Linked DNA regions of Gossypium arboreum: region 2 is linked to region 1. Evidence: chromatin contacts called from public Hi-C data. All regions are on one chromosome and are shown on one strand. The core of a region is the stretch at or near the end of the contact, and the rest is flanking DNA. Distances in the headings are between cores, read along the strand shown.

What was found. Hi-C and Micro-C count contacts between places; a contact is called where the count stands out from the background.
Region 2: a contact with region 1 is called in a Hi-C map of leaf, with 2.7 times the contacts expected there. The contact joins the promoter of LOC108476854 here to the promoter of LOC108476732 in region 1. A contact is called at or near these places in 3 of 5 Hi-C or Micro-C datasets (all in leaf).

The regions. Positions count from the first base shown.
Region 1 is chr12:45,333,944-45,338,050 of ASM2569848v2, reverse strand. It overlaps LOC108476732 (pentatricopeptide repeat-containing protein At3g49740), which reads left to right and starts at 1,947. Exons shown (of 3, transcript XM_017779021.2): 1 at 1,947-4,107. The coding sequence starts at 2,261.
Region 2 is chr12:45,646,135-45,650,183 of ASM2569848v2, reverse strand. LOC108476854 (AP2-like ethylene-responsive transcription factor ANT) reads left to right here and starts at 1,991. Exons shown (of 9, transcript XM_017779216.2): 1 at 1,991-3,061; 2 at 3,165-3,825; 3 at 4,014-4,049. The coding sequence starts at 2,746.

The sequences.
Region 1 (4,107 bases), core at 698-3,197:
ATTAATTGTACAGTTTATTTGGATGTCATATCCTTCCCAGACATTGCAACTATTATTCCTTCGTCTGCTCACATCCATTCACACTTTTGGTGCATTAACGCATCTATGCTAAATTTCTCAACAGTCGAATGTTATAATGGAGACCGAGTACTGTGACAGTTTGAGTGTATCCAACGTTTCCTGATGTTCCACAGAGTTTAAAGGTTGTACACTTAATTAACAAAAAGGAGGAAACAAAATAATAATTGGGCACTAGAGCACAAGGAATATATTGTATTGTGGAATGATCGGATGGGGTGGAGACCTCGGATGGATTATGTATCTGATTTGCGACCCTTAGAGGAGTACCAATGCTGGTACATGGCATTTGGGAAACCTTTTTTATTTGGTGGGCAAATGATACTAGCTCCTCCACACATGCAACGACTAGGGCGCCTTTCGCATCGCCTACCATATTCGCCTCCTACACTCAAACAAGAGCACGAACCAAAAGCCAACACCTGAACTTGAGCGGTCTTATTTACATTCTGGGGGTAGTTCTTATCATCTAGACTTGGGGGTCGATGATTATTTTTCGGACTCGTTAGGCTATGCATATCAGTTGAAAATTCCCAGTTCCAGTTCACATTAGTCGGATTCGAGATCATTGATGATGTTTGATACCTTCAGCCTATTACCACACTAGTACTCAACCCCTCCCGAGCAAAACTTTGGGACATACGATTTCTCGAGTATTTTTGGCACACAACGTCTAACAAACTGATTCTTTTCTTTATACCATTAACCGAGACATTTCTATTAAATCTCATTGTTATTTGTTGGCAACATTCAAATTACATCTAACATTTGTTGTTGAAATTACTCCATCGAAATAAAGGCATGCGAAAAATTTATTATCCATCACTAAATCTGTAAAAATAATTAAATTTCTCAATATGCAATTTCAAAAAAAATTTGCCAAAAAAATAAAATTAATATCTACTAACCTTACCTGATAAGTCATTCTTATTTAACCAGGGTTTGTCATAATCGTTAAAAAACACTGGTTAAATAAGAATGGATGCCGCCTATGACAAACCCTCCACAGAGTGCCGCTTATGACAAAACCTCTACTAGTGCCACTTGTCAGGAAGCCTTCACTTAGGTGTCGCCTGTCAGACGCCCCTCACTCCTTGGTATACTGGTGTCGCCTATCCACTACACTCCATCCTTAATTTTTATTTAACAGTCAAATGATTGACTGTTGCAATCAAGGGTGATGCCACCTCTCCACTACCCTTACCATACTATTTTCGTAAATAGTGATGGAATACCATTTTGATTTATTATTATTATTTTTTATATTATAAAAATAAAAAAAACCTTAATTTTACAAATAATTTATAATAATTACTTTAAAATAATTGTTTTTAAATTTTCAAACGTCCACAAATTTTTTGACAATGATGGGAAATGTTTAAAATTAATAAACACTTTTTCACATGCGCTATTCAAAAGCACTAATCTAATGCTTTTCAAAGGCTCTCTTAAACAACAACTGCAATTGGGTACAAAGTTTCAAAGCCTTGTTATTCATTATGTTTCAAATTCATTTTTTGAAGAAAAATCACATTTGATTATAGAGTTTTAAGTTTTAAATATAAAATTATCAAAATACTTTCATTTATTTCATTTCAGTAAAAAAATTAATATAATATTTATTTTACAACTAAATTATATTTTAAATTTTAACTTAGTATTTAGCAATCAGCATGTAATTTAATAAAAAATCTTAATTTTCTCTAATATGATTTACATGTTTAAATTAAATTTTACAAATAATTCACATTAGTTATTTAAAGATATTTAAATTTTATATTTCATATGTTAATATATTAAATTATTTAAATAACATTTAAGTTATTTTAAGTTATTTTTTTTTTACTTTCCATTTTTTTGACGAGAATGGAGAACACTTTAAAAAAAACACATTTTTCAACTGCAATAACTAGCCCTTCCCCTTAGTTTAAAAGATAATCTCCACAAGAGCACTACCCGTCTTTGAAAACCTATGGGAATCCCTCCCATGGATCGCAGAGACAAACTTGACTGCGTTATGTCAATCTCCACGTATCCTCAGGTTTTTAATCACTGCTATAGGCATAGGCTCAGGCTCCTCCTCTTTTGTCGACTGCAGCCCAAATCCAACCGCTTAGCTTCTCGCTCTAATGCCTTTTAACTTTATCGCTGAATTTCTTCCATCATCTCCACCCCCTACCCCATGCATTCTTTTCTTCACCTCTTTCCTACTACCACCCGCTCTCTTCCTTGCACCACAATCTCCCATGCCCTTTCTACCCAACAACTCAAACCTGTCTTAACTACCATAACTGAAGCTTCTCTTAACCAACAACACTTGATCCAACTCAACTCTCGCCTAGCAAGTCTAACTCGCTCCCCTCGCTACCAGGATGCCCTCTGTCTATTCGACGAAATTCACTGTCTACACCACAATGTTAAGCCCGACCAGTACACTCTCTCCGCCGCCCTCAAAGCCTGTGCCAATCTTCCTAGCCTCGAATTCGGAACTAAACTTCACGCTTACGCCATCAAATCCGGCTTCAAACCCTACTCTCATGTCTCCAACACTCTCCTTTTCCTCTATTCCAAGACCCATCATTTAGCTTCCGTTGAAAGGGTTTTTAATGAAATTGATCACCCGGATGTTTATTCTTGGACTACCATGTTGTCTTCGTGTTCGAAATTGGGAGGAATTTCTTATGCTTGCGAGGTGTTTGATAAGATGCCTAAGAAAGAAGTGGCAATATGGAATGTGATGGTTACCGGGTGTATGGAAAATGGGTATCAAGGCCATGGGTTTGACTTGTTTAAGCAAATGCATTTTTTGGGTTTGAAGCATGATAATTATAGCTTTGCAAGTGTATTGAGCACCTGTTATATTGAAAATTTGGGTTTTGGGAGGCAAGTTCAAGCTTTGGTAGTTAAAACTGGGTTTTTGTTTCGAGCTTCTGTGGTTAATGCTGCAATTACTATGTATTTTAATTGTGAAGATGTTGAAAATGCGTGCCGGGTTTTCGAAGAAGTAGAGTGCTCTGTGTACGATGGGATTACTTTTAATGTGATGATAGATGGTTTACTGAATGTAGGAAGAGTTGAACAGGCGTTGTTAATGTTTAGGGAGATGTTAGAGGCTTGTTTGGGTCCCTCTGAACTGACTTTTGTCAGTTTAATGAGTTGGTGTTCATGTCGAAGTGTTGGGGTTCAAGTATATGCACAAGCTGTGAAGTTGGGTTTTGAACAGTCTACCTCTGTGAGCAATGCGGCAATAACTATGTATTCTACTTGTGGGGACTTAAATGCTGCTCGATTAGTTTTTGAGAGATTGGAGCAGAAGGATATTGTGTCATGGAATACTCTGGTATCAACTTATGCCCAAAGAAGCTCTAGTAGCTCAGCGTTTGTTATCTACATGGAAATGCGAAGGTCAGGGATTGAACCGGATGAGTTTACTTTCGGAAGTTTATTGTCATGCTCAGAATTCATTGAAATGGGTAAGATGATTCATGCCCTTGTGTTTAAAAATGGACTCATTTCAAGAGTCCAGGTTTCCAACGCATTGGTTTCTTCATACTCTAAGCATGGGGAGATGAATCAAGCCTATCAATTATTTCAAATGTCTCCCAAGAACTTGATCTCCTGGAATACTATTATATCGGGGTTCTTTCTAAATGGGTTCCCAGCTCAGGGCTTAGAGCAATTAACCAAACTGTTGATATCAAACCTCAGGCCAAATTCATATACATTTTCCATTGCTATTAGTATTTGTGCCAGCATCTCATCCTTGAATAATGGGAAGCAACTTCATGCTTTCATCCTCAGGCATGATTTTTCTTCAGAAACTTCTCTAGGCAATGCTCTAATCACAATGTATGCGAAATGTGGAACTCTAAATTGGTCTTTGAGAGTTTTTAACGAGATGATTGCAAAGGACACAATCTCTTGGAATGCCCTCATTTCTGCTTTTGCGCAGCATGGAGAAGGTAAAGAAGCTGTAAATTGTTTCAAGACAATGAAAGGTGTAGGTAGGGTTAAACCTGATCAAGCAAC
Region 2 (4,049 bases), core at 742-3,241, 310 kb before region 1:
TAGATTATTGAAACACACAATCTATTATGAAAGTACAACATGCCATCAGTATCAACCTTGAATTTCGTAGATTGGTCACTCAGAATTTGTTCTCTTTTAGCTAACAATTTTGGGTCATCATTTTGCAACTCTTGAATTAGTTGAAGGAACAACGATTTAGCTTTTAATTATGCTAAAACAAAACCATTAGCATTCAAAGTCAAGTGAGCATTTAATGTTCTCAAGACAAACAATGATTTTTGACTTAACGCATCTACAACCATATTAGCTTTCCCTAGATGATAATCAACAACTAGATTATAATCTTTCAACAATTTGAGCCATTGTCGTTGCCTCAAGTTCAATTATTTTTGTGTCATCAAATATTTTGGGTTTTTATGATCAGTATAAATGTGACATCTCTCACTGTACAAGTAATGTCGCCAAGTCGTCAAAGTGAAGACAATCGCAACCAATTCTAGATCGTGAGTCGGGTAATTTTACAAGTATCCTTAGAAAGACGAGAAAATTAGACAAAAAATGATGACAAAAAATAGACACAATTATCCTTTTAAGTTAAAAAGAAACCTTCAACTACTTCAAAACTTACTAAATTATCACGCACTCACCGGCGCAAAAAGTTGCATGAATCATAACTTTACACGTATACCTAAACAATAATGACAGCGATGGTTTCATTAAAAACCCAATAAATGTGTCGTAATATGCCACACGCTTTAGTAGCCTTATCATTAAACACATAAATATATATACATGAATTTTTTAACCCGCCATAAATGAAATAAAATTAAAAAAAAATTCAATGATTCAAAATTCAAAATTTTAAATTTAAAAAAGTAACCACTTATAAAAACAAAAACAAAAACATGTATAAAATTAAATACATAGTACTTTGACGTGAACTTCAATCACCTATCTAAACCTTTGCCATCTACAACTACACCATGAACTTCCCCAACAAGCTTGCACAGGTTAGTGTATAACCTTCTCTCGCCTTGGGGGAATTGTTGTACCTTAAATAAATAACCTCATGGACCTTATAACGTACCCAAACGAGACCTAACACATGTTTCCTAATCAAAAGAACATTCCAGTGAACTATGCATAGTTGACGTATGAACCAACAAACCTTGAAATAACTTGCGAACCTTGAGACTAAGTGTCTCCCCTAAGACCATGTGAGGCCCATGTGAAGTTCAAGGTTATTGATTGTCAGTTGTCATAAGACGTTTTATCCTAAGACGTAGCATTGTCGTCATTACTAGAAGTATCAAATTAAACTTTCGTGTCAGTAGCCTCAAGACACGTAACTAAGCTTGTCTTCTCCCACTATAGAAGGACCACGCAAACAACTTATACACTCTCACGTACATACTACTTATCCTTCAACTTCAAACTTTCTTACCAGAAATCCTTCTTCCTCATCTCTACCCAAGTGCTTCTCCTTACAAACCTCCACCTACTTCCACATGTTAATCAAACGACTAATAGAGAATTATTTTGTATACATGTTTTGATATATGAGTTAAGCAATAAGTTAATTCAATTAGTAATATTAACCACTCTTATTATTTATTTTTAGGAAAGAGAAAAAATTTTCACTTATTATAAAGAGATCTTATTTTTACAAGACTTTGTACTTTTTTTCTAATTATAGACTTAAATTTGAATTGATTAATTTTTATTTTAAGTCTAACTATAATATATATATTAAACAAACTTTTCCTCAATATTATTACACTAATAACAAATGACGCACTAGTGTTAAATTTTGGCACACCAGGAAAAATGTTAGTAGTGTTTTTTTCCACAAGTGGAAAGCTTTGTAAGTTTTGATTTAGTGAGATCTTTTACAGAAAAAGCAAAAATGATTATTACTAAATTATTTTAATACAAGCATCTGATTAAAAGCGGAAAATATACTACAGATATAGATACGTATTTAGTTAGCTTTTGTTTTGGATACTTGAAAAACAGCATTACTGTTAAGGGCTTACGTCCCAATCCTGGCAAGTGTTTAAAAAGACAAGAACGAAAAGTGGAGTTTGTTTATAACTGATGGATAATTTGGGGGAGTATCCAACAGGGTCATAAGTAGAACTACAGCCACTAGCATCTTGTCTTTGGGTGGCACCATGTTTCATTCAGGAATATAGTTCTTATTTAATTTTCTTTTTTTTTTTTTTAAGTTTTAATGTGGTTTGGGGTCTTTAAAAGGAAAAGAGAGGAATGAATAAAAAAGGGGGAAATGCAACAAAGAGCGTAGGGTAAAGCAAAAGAAAGAAGAGGTCTTTCTCATATACAGATCCCTATGGAATGCAGGAACGATGCACAGCATTAGCTTGCTGGAACTCGTTTCTTTCTTTTTTGTTTAGTTTAAAAGAAAGCATCTTGCTTTGTCTCTCTTTAGAAATGTTTCCAGTGAGAGAGAGAGAGAGAGAGAGAGAGAGAGAGAGAGAGAGAGGGTCTCATGTATATAGAATAGATTCAGCCACAGGAGTTCTGGATTTGTTTTAGTTGAGTTGTTAGATTTGGTCAAATTACTTCTGCAGCTACAAAACAAAAATCCTTAGTTTTTTTTTTTCATTTCCTTTAAAAAAAATAGAGTGAAGCAAGGAAATGGTCGTTTTTTTTTTATGATTAAGTTATTTGTTTCCCAATGATTGAGTTGTCCCTGCAGTGAGAGGAAGTTCCCAACTTGCTTAGAATCATTACTGGGTTCCAAAGCAGCCGCATAGTAAGAAAATGAAGGCCATAAGCAATGATGATAACAATAACAATGCAAACTGGTTAGGTTTTTCTCTCTCTCCAAACATGAAAATGGAGGTTAGCAATCAAGAAGCTCACAACTATACGCAGTCTGCTTCAGCTTCAGCTGCCGGTGTTACTACAGCAGTTCCATCAAGCTTTTTCCAATCTCCTTCTCATCTTAATTATGGACTTTATTATGGAGTTGAAGGAGAAAATGGTGGCTTCTATTCTCACTTTCCTGTCATGCCACTTAAGTCAGATGGGTCTCTTTGTCTAATGGAAGCTCTTGGCAGGTCACAACAACCACAAGGTATTTTGGTTCAATATTCTTTTTTCTTTTGTGCTTTTGGGGAATATACTAGTATTTTTCTTAAACTTCTAGTTTTTTTTTTTCTTTGGCTTTTGGTGTGAAGCAATGGTTCCTACTTCAACTCCAAAACTGGAGGATTTCTTTGGGGGTGCAACCATGGGGACCCATCACTATGAAAGCAGTGACAGAGAAACTATGGCTCTAAGTTTAGACAGTATGTATTACAATCAAAATCCAAATCAAGAACACAACAACCAGAATTGCTTAGACCACCTGCAACAATCCTCAAGGCAGACGCACCACCAACAGCAACTTCAGGTTCAACAGTACCAATACTACTCTGGATATAGGAACCAAGAAATTATACTAGGAGAGGAAGCTAAAGAAACCCATGTTACAGATTGCAATCTTCAGGCCCCAACGATGGCAGATGATGGTAAGCAGTGGGTTTCAAGAAACTACTCCACTGAACACGCAATGCATCAGAAGATGATTGGTTGCATGGGTGATAATGGAGCAGAATCCGGCTCTATTGGTGCAATAGCATATGGAGATTTGCAGTCTTTGAGTTTGTCAATGAGCCCTGGTTCACAATCAAGCTGTGTGACTGGTTCACAGCAAATCTCACCTTCCGGAACTGACTATGCTGCAGCCCTGGAAACCAAGAAAAGAGGGCCTGAGAAGGTAGATCAGAAGCAAATTGCCCATAGGAAATCCATTGATACCTTTGGTCAAAGAACCTCTCAATATAGAGGTGTCACAAGGTAAGTGTTTTTCTTTTATCTTTTAATCCTGTCTGTCGTATATGCTTTCCCCCAAAACTAATTTGTTTTTAATCAATTTTTACATTTTAACTAAAAAAGCTGTTCTTTTTTTAGAAATGGAAGTTTTTAACTGAAAAAAAAAAAAGCTTATTTTTATCTGTTCTTGGTTTTGTTGTGTTACCACTCAGACATAGATGGACGGGTAGATATGAAGCCCATCTATG